Regions from separate parts of the Sus scrofa genome. Here all the other regions are linked to region 1. The links are chromatin contacts, called in public HiChIP or PLAC-seq maps. All regions are on one chromosome and are shown on one strand. The core of a region is the stretch at or near the end of the contact, and the rest is flanking DNA. Distances in the headings are between cores, read along the strand shown.

Region 1 (2,760 bases), core at 77-2,576:
TCAAATGAGATTGGAATTTCCCCCCACCTCCGAACAAGATCCAAATTCCTTAATTTGGTCTTCAAATCTCTCTATGAACTAGCCAGTATCTATATTTCAACGGATTAACTCTAACCCAATTGGAGAATACACTATATTTTGTAAGCACACTTACTTGCCCTAACCACTCCCTTGCCCTGGCTTCAGGCCTTCCCACTACTTGAGGAAATTTAAAGCATTTCCAAGGCCCACCTTAAAGCCAAAACTCAAAAAAGCCTCGAATTTTTCTTTTTCCTTCTCTACAACGCCTTAGAGGCCAAGCACTCGGAATGTTTACAGTGAATTATAAACTCAAGAGATTTTTTTTTTTTTTTGGTGGAGAAAGCTGGCCGGTAAGCGGTAGCTCTTCCCTCAGTGTTAATAACTACGGATAGCACTTAAAGTCAAATTTCACTTTAAGTCTGGTTTTATATAAACCGAGATAAATCTAGCCAAAAGGGATTTGAGGAAATGTGCTGAGTTACAAGGACGATAGTAGAAAAAGATCCAGGCAGCTTCGGAGCCCGAACTTCCCGCTGACGTCGCAGTGAGCTCTGCTGAGAAAGGCTCAGGGACTCAGGCCCTAAAACTTTCCGAGGTTAATCACTTTTTCAGGCTGAAAGATCTTTTCCTATCTCCCTCGCTTCCCGGTCTTTAAAAAGAAAAGTTATTAATAACGCTCTAGATGAGAAAAGGAGTGGATGAGGGGTAGGACAAGCCAGGCTGCAAAGTTTTAAACGAAGACGCTCCGAGACGTTCCTCTCGGCACCACCAGCGCCCAGCGAGGGAGAGCTGGAGCTGAAGCGTCAAACCGAAAGAAATGCTGGGGCTGCCAGTCCCAGTCTCGTTCAGCTGGGGCATTAACCCAACATTCAAGCCCTCTTCTGGAGAGCGACTCAACGTGCTCTCCAATCCGGAAACGCCGGCCTCAGCGCCGCCGCCCTGACGAGAGCGGGGCTAAGCCAAGCCGCGGCTCCGGGGCTCTAACCGGCTCTACCGCTCAGGGTCGCCTAGGCCCGGCAGCCCCACATGGCGGCGGCCGGTCGCTAGGCCGCAGGCCCGGTCTCCCACACTGGGGTGAGTTTGGCTCCCTGCCTCGGTCCTTAGCCCTAGCGCCAGCCTCAGGCCCTCACCTCGTCCCCGGACATGGCTGCGGCTCGAGTGGGCTCAACACAGACGGAAAGTCGGACGGGTCAGCCTCAGACCCCGGCTTCAGAGCTGCTCCTGCCGATACCTCTCTCACCACCGCACTAGGATCTTGCATCAGCGAAAGGGAACGACACCCCGCCCTCTCCTCGCAAGCGTTAGAAATGCGCCTGCGCAGAGCCCGCCAACGCGCAGGCGCGCGGAGAAGCCGACCTAATTCGCTCCGACTGGCGCGAGTTACCAGGCGACGTTCCAGCGCCAGGCAAGCCGGGACTTGTAGTCCGCCCGGGAGAGGAGGGCGCCTGCGCGGCGGCCGCCCAGCGACCCGTGCGCGTGCGCGACGTCTGAGGCAGCGGGGCAGGAAGGTTCCATTTCCCCGGTAGTGACTTTTACTTCAGTTTTTCCAGGCGTACGGAACTGTGCAGTTCTGCCTTGCTTGTGGAGTGAATTCGGGGCAGTTCCTCCTGGGTCAGGGTGGTGGGTAAGGCACTCAGTAATATGAATTTGTTGGGGCTTTAGTTTTCTCTGATAGCTCCATCATGCCCCCTCTGGAGTGTTCTAGTCTTTGAGAAACTCTAAGTTGGGGCTAAAGGTGCGCACCTCTCTAAGGGGTTGTACTTCATGAGAAATCTAACCCAACAGGCTGGATTTCAGCTTGGGAGGTCGGAAACCAAAAGCCTTCTCCCTGTAGACGGGAGAGGAGAAACGGCTTGGCAAGAGGCATATGTCAGGAAACATCAAAATCCTTGTTTGTGAAGTCTCTGCTTGAACCCTGTGGATGCAGTTCCCCTTGACACATAATAATAGCAGTTACCCTTCAGCAGGCTCTCACTGTTGTCAGTGCCCTACAGCCAAAGACCACGGAGAACACCCCTGAATTTGAACAAAGCTGGGCCTTTTGTCTTCTTGCAAGGAGGGGAGGCACACCATGAGGCACAGAGGGGCATCTCAGGAAGAGGGTGCTAGAAAGAATTCATAGGAGTTCTTTTGGAGGGGCTTTTGTAGGTAATTTGGGGGAGGGTACAAGGAAGCAGCCCTTCTCTCTGGATTGGATGCTATTAGGAGATGGTGGTATTTCTATGACGGGGTATTTTTTTTCTATTTATGGCCACCCTTGTGGCATATGGAAGTTCCCAGGCTAGGGGTTTAATCAGAGCTGCAGCTGCCGGCCTACACCACAGCCACAGCAACGCAGGATCCGAACCAAGTTTGTGACCTACACCCCACCTTACAGCAACACCAGATCTTTAACTCACGAGCGAGTCAGGGATTAACCCGCATCCTCATGGATGCTAGTTGGGTTCGTTAACCACTGAGCCATGACGTGAACTCCAAGGATGGGGTGTTTTAATAGTTCTTATCTAAAAGTGGAGAAGAACCAAGAGTGGCTAAAGCTATGATTGGTTTAAAAGGAGCAGCCCCTCTTATGGTTGGGACAATGTTATTTTTTGTTTGTGTTCAGACATGCTTATAGAGTGGTGTTGGTTTTGTCTTGATCCATCATGGTCACAGAGTGGTTTTGTCTGATATTGGTGTCTTGTGAAATTATGTTCTATAAAGCAGCACATTCTAGTTGATAGTGCCAGCCTAGCTCCC
Region 2 (2,760 bases), core at 67-2,566, 170 kb after region 1:
ATTCACACCACAGGGACAAGAGTCTGCTCTGGGCTGCAACTTGATAAACAACTATTGGTAAGTTACTATTTCCACAGAATCTTTCCAAGTCATTTCCTATTACACCTTCAGCTTCTTCCTCTGTATAATGGGATAAAGTCCACCTCTAAAGGTCATTCTGTAAACAAATGCAAACCCCCAGATACACAGCTCCATAAATATTGATGCCTTTCTCTGGGTAGAATGGTGTCTTGAATTTACTTTAAAAACTGATAGTCTGCCTGAACAGTTTTTTCCTGAAAGGTCAGTGGGGCTGTTTCAGATGTGTTCACTTATATACTGTGGTGAAAAGGTGAGCAGGATCTGGATTTATATCCTGCTCCACCACCTCCCAGCTATAAGATCATGGACAAGTTAACCTTTTTTCCTGTATCTCAGTATACTCATTGTAAAATGATAAAGTAACAGCCCCTATCCTAAAAAACCGTGAGAAGAAAATGAATTAATCTAGAATAAAGGTAGAAGGCAGTGCCCATTCCACAGTAAAAGCCCAGTAAACATTAACTATCAATGCACAGCTTCAATCCCTAGGAGAGCAGTAAGGATTTTTCTAGCCACTCCAAAATTTCTTCGAGATTCTCTGTACGATTGTCCCTGTTGGCCAGGTGGGTGACCCCAGAGGTTGAGTAACAAGCCCAAAGTCCCTTGTAAGTGGACTAGTGCTTGTGTCGGCTCAGTCTCCAGGCCTCTCCTCACGTGCCCTTCGGGGTCTTAATGACCTCGTCTTCCCTGTAGGTGGCCCAGAGAGGGATAAGCACTTGCCCAGGACCACCCAGGGGGCCAAAGAGCTGGTCCAGACCCAGGAGGCAGGATCCAGGCTCCCCGGTGTTGGCCCCAGCAGGTGCCATTGGTCCCAGGCCTCGGTTAGGTGTGCGCTCCCCGCCCGCCCCAGCCGGCTCCGTGTGGAACACGCCGCGAGTTCACCACTCCGCAGCCCGCGCCGCTGCACCCGGCCTCGCGGGGCACGCCGGGACTCGTAGTGCGCGGCCGCCTCCGAAGACCTGCTCATGGCGGCGGAAGAACTCCAGCCCCCAGAAGGCCTCGCGCGGCCAAAGACCGCGCCAAGCCAGCGATTCAAGGGGCTCCTCCTGAGCGCCCCGATTCGGCCCTGTGGCTGCCGTCCCAGCAGGCCCCTACCCTGCATGTCCAGGGACTCACCGACTTTGTAAGGCAGCTTCTCCGACATGCTGGCGGCGCTTCCACACGTAGTGATGGACACGAGCGAAGGGGGCCGGCCTTGGGCTGGGGACAAACGCAGGGCGGGCGGCGCCGGGCAGGGATCTGCGAGTGGCACCGGCGCCTTTAAATATCTTACCGTAGCTTGCATATTCATGAGTCCCGCTGGTGCTGAGCGGTCGGGGCGGGGCCCAACGCAGGGGGGCGGGGCCCAACGGAGGGGGGCGGGACCAGAACGGACTTTGGTTGGGGTTCAGACCAGTTTTTAGCTTACGGGGACCTTCCACCTCCCGAGCAGCGTAGCGAAAGGAGTTCCAGGAGAGGCCTGATATCAAACCTGAGGCCATCTTTAACTTCATTCATTCAATCAGTGAATCCGACGCCAAAACCGAGTGAAATTGAAATTCCAACCAGTTCACTTCCCAGAACCTCAATTTCCTCTTCTATAAATTGGGCAGAATGATACCTACCATACAAATAGGTAAAGTTGCAATATGTCAACACCTAGCACATGGGAGACCTTCCACCCTCCTCCCACCATGCTGAGTTTAGGTAGATTTGTATGCATTTTTAATACTTTTACTACATATGCATAAATCATTAAATGCTTCATAGAAGTCACTCTGTGTTTAAAACCTTTATTTAAATAGTGCCATACTGTACTTACTCTTCTGCAACTTGCTTTTTTTCTGTTAATATTTGTAAGGGTCATGCATAGAGTTTTGCTGCTGTATAGTATTTTATTGTATACATCGTGTGATTAATTTACCTGTTCTATATTCAGATTTTATACAGTCTGCCATTATTGTGTATATGAAAAAATGAACATTGCCTCTTAGCCCATGAGTAGGTGTCCTGGAACCATAAGTGTACTCAGGGGTGGAGTTTTTGAGATAAAGGCACATTTTTAACTTTCCTAGATATTACCAAATTGTTTTCCAAGGTAGCTCATCCTATCACCAGCAGTGTCTGAGAGGGCTTGTTGATCCACATCCCTGTCATCACTTGTCAGTCTGACAGAATTGTTTTTTTCTTTTTTGCTTTTTAGGGCTGCACCTGTGGCATATGGAAGTTCCCAGGCTAGAGATCAAATCGGAGCTGTAGCTGCCAGCCACAGCCACAGGAATGCCAGATCCTTAACCCACTAAACCATGCATTGCTTAGTTTTGACTGTTTCACCTTTGTGTAAATGAAATCATAGGATACATATTCTTCTGCAACTTACTTTTCTCTTTCAGTTCTATTTTTTTTTTTTTTTTTTTTTTTTTTTGGCAGTGCCTTTGGCATGTGGAAGTTCCCAAGGAGGGATCTAACCTGAGCCACAGCAGCAACCCAAGCTGGTGCAGTGACAACACCAGATCCTTAACCTGCTGCACCGCAGGAGAATTCCTCAACATTGTTGGTTTGTTTTGTTGTTGTTGTTGTTGTTTTTTCCTGTCTTTTGTCTTTTCCATACACCTGCAGTATATGGAATTTCCCAGGCTAAGGGTCGAATTGGAGCTGTGGCTGTAGTGTAGGCCGGCAGCTACACCACAGCCACAACAA
Region 3 (2,760 bases), core at 86-2,585, 150 kb after region 1:
TAGAGCTATAGTGCTAACAAAACAAAGTTGTTGTTTCCCCCAATAAAGAGGAAAATATTTTACAGTATTTTCAGCTTTAAATTTTAAATTAACTAAAGTTAAATTTGAAAACTCATTTCCTCCCTTGCACTAGACACATTTCAAGAACTCAGTAGCCACATATGGCTAGTGGTTGCCTGTTATTGGACAGCACAGCAAAGAATGTCCCCAGGAAAGGGGGTAGCAAACTCAAGGCTCCTGCAGCAGGAACTCATTTACTGTGTTCTGTGCACAGAAGGCAGGCCGGTGGGGAGGTGTGGTAAAGACAGGTGGGAGAACTGGGCCGGCCAGAGAACTTCAGAGACCAAAGTAAAGTTTATGTTTCATTCTAAGCGCAAAGAGTAACCGCGGGGCAAGGCGGGGTGGGGGTAGCTTTAAGCCATCATAGATCTTCCAAGAGGTCCCTTTTGCGCACTGGAAGATGGACTGTAAGGAGGAAAGAGAACAGACAGTGGCCTCCCACTGCTACCCAGGGTAGCTGCGCTAGTGAAGAAGTGGATAGCCTCCTGATCTGTTGTGAAGGTAGAACTAACAGGGATTCGGATACACCAAAAGGGGAAGAAAAAGAGACGGTAGTTTAAAACCGTGGAGCTGAGTGGGATCCCCTACTGAGAGAAGAGGGCCAAATCGAAGCCAGTTAAATTTTGATGAGGATAGAGGCAGGTGGGGCAAGGAATTCCCAGGCAGAGGTGAGGAAGAGTGGGGACGGGCGGAGGTGGACGGCTTGGGCAGCCCCGGCGTTTCCCCACAGAAAAAGGCTTCGATGAAGAAGGTGGCACAGCCCCGGCCCCCGCGGCCTGCCCCCTGCGTGGCCAACCGCGACAGCTGCAAGCCTCCGGCGCTCGCCTGCTGCGACCCGTGCGCCTTCTGCCAGTGCCGCTTCTTCCGCAGTGCCTGCTCCTGCCGCGTGCTCAACCCCACCTGCTGAGCGCGCCTGCCTCCCGGTGGCTGGCGCGGCAGGGCCAGGTTCCCCAGACCTGGGGGACCCTCTGGGGCGCTTGATCTCCAGTAGGTGTGGCTTCCTAGGAACGGGTGCGGGTGTGGCTACTGACGTTGGGGCGGAGCTTTCAGGAGGAGGGGCTTCAAGGAGACTGGGCGTGGGCTCTGCTAAATTCCAAATACACGCAGGCTGCTCGAAGGTGTGTGGCTGTTTCTTTAAAGAATCCGAAAGCTCCTTTTCCCTTCGCGGGGTCTCCTTCACCGCCGAAGTCCCGCCGGCTGCGCGCTTGCTCTTTCCCAGGCCAGTGGAAACCCAGTTACCGGCCCTGAGACTGCTCTCCTGGTAAGCGCTTTTCCGGGTCTGGCCGCGGGAGACGTGCTGCCCCCTATTTTTAAGCCTGGGAACACCCGAAGCTGCTTTCAAAACGAGGAAGGCAGAAAAAAGCCTTTAAGGAACTGCCATTCAGCCTTTCACCCTTTCCCCCTTCTAAGGAGCTCCTCCTATCGCCGAAAAAACAAGAATGGCTACAACTCCATACAGAGTGTCACTGGGCTGTCTGTCCTAAGAGGTCTGCGGATACAACCGGGGTAGCTGGTCGTGACTGGGCATTACCATAGGTCCCTAAAGCCAGAAGGCTTTGGCCTGAGGATCCTAGAACCTTAAGAGACTTCCCAAAAAAGGTTACACTAAGAAACAAGTAAAGGGGGTCGATACTACTTTACTACAAGTAAAGGGGGTCTACTGGAAGCTCTGAGGACCTCAAAGAATCAAGGAAAATCCATACAACAGGCCTCAGAAAGGATAGGACCCTGAAGGACATGGAAAGAGCCAGGACAAAGAAACAAATGAGCAGTGTTTTCAGGGCAAGACTATGGAATAAGTCACCTCTAACCACTTCAGTTCTTGCATGGACCAGTCATAATTCAAATTCCCAAGAGAGAAAACCTGATTGAGTTTCTCCCACTCCCAAGCTGAACATTGACCATAGGTCCCCAGGCATTTTTAATTCTGACAGCCTAGAGTTTGGGCTCTCACAAGTAGGCAACAGGTGTTCAGGAATCCTTCCTCACTACCTACCCTAGCCATTTCAGTTCTTACATAGACACATTCATAATTCAGATTCCCAAGAGAGATAATTTGACCTGAAGTGGTGCCCAGGAAAGGGTGACTCATTTTGATAGACAGTCTCACAAAGTCTATTCATAATGTGGGAGGGATAATTCGCCAATAAAAAAATAAATAAAAAATTAGTTGCTAGAGGGTAAAATCCCCAACTGGCCACCATGAGAAGCTGAACTCTGGATTTAGTCTGCAGACACCTTCAGCACCAGAAATTCTACATCATAATCTGAAGCAATGGTTTTAATTTTTTTTTAGGAGAGGTACTCTTTCCTCAGTTGAATTCTTAAGGGGGAAACTTCATTATATAATACACATTAAAACAGTTTTAAGGAGTTCCTTTGTGGTGCAGTGGGTTAAGGATCCAGTGTTGTCACTGCAGTGGGCTGGGTTGCTGCTTTGGCATGGGTTTGATCCCAGGCCTGGAAACTTCCACATGCTGTGGGCACAGCCAAAACAAAAAACAAAGAAACAGCTTTAAGTTACTATAATGTTATAAGGATGCACACAAAAAATTGAAATTGGAGATTAGAGATTAATAGTTGCCCTCTCATCAGCTTCAACAACCAGTTTGTTTCCATCTTTTGTTTTCATTGCACAGTACCCCAAAAGGTCCAATTCACACAGAGTTGTTTCAAAAAAGTTTCAGCAGCTCATCCTGT

The links. HiChIP or PLAC-seq counts read pairs in DNA pulled down with a chosen protein or histone mark.
Region 2: a contact with region 1 is called in an H3K27ac HiChIP or PLAC-seq map of alveolar macrophages. The contact joins the promoter of AHCY here to the promoter of EIF2S2 in region 1. A contact is called at or near these places in 5 of 47 Hi-C or Micro-C datasets (embryonic fibroblasts, epiblast stem cells, heart right ventricle and 2 more) and 1 of 2 datasets of contacts at active chromatin or transcription factors (alveolar macrophages).
Region 3: an H3K27ac HiChIP or PLAC-seq map of alveolar macrophages shows a contact between it and region 1. The contact joins the enhancer-like site here to the promoter of EIF2S2 in region 1. A contact is called at or near these places in 5 of 47 Hi-C or Micro-C datasets (blood, embryonic fibroblasts, fetal liver and 2 more) and 1 of 2 datasets of contacts at active chromatin or transcription factors (alveolar macrophages).

The regions. Positions count from the first base shown.
Region 1 is chr17:37,568,943-37,571,702 of Sscrofa11.1, forward strand. It overlaps EIF2S2 (eukaryotic translation initiation factor 2 subunit 2), which reads right to left and starts at 1,327. Exons shown (of 9, transcript XM_001929150.6): 1 at 1,152-1,327. The coding sequence starts at 1,166. It also overlaps a transcript of ASIP not described here.
Region 2 is chr17:37,743,062-37,745,821 of Sscrofa11.1, forward strand. AHCY (adenosylhomocysteinase) reads right to left here and starts at 1,317. Exons shown (of 10, transcript NM_001011727.1): 1 at 1,198-1,317. The coding sequence starts at 1,225.
Region 3 is chr17:37,717,611-37,720,370 of Sscrofa11.1, forward strand. ASIP (agouti signaling protein) reads left to right here. Exons shown (of 5, transcript NM_001011647.1): 5 at 791-1,177. The coding sequence ends at 967. Among named protein-coding and RNA genes, the nearest start is that of AHCY, 25 kb to the right of the region's middle. Within about 2 kb of position 1,336, at least 53 of the 83 cell types and tissues checked have an H3K27ac peak or open chromatin away from gene starts, as enhancers often do. A contact at or near this core is called in alveolar macrophages, embryonic fibroblasts, fetal liver and 1 more, where this site is marked.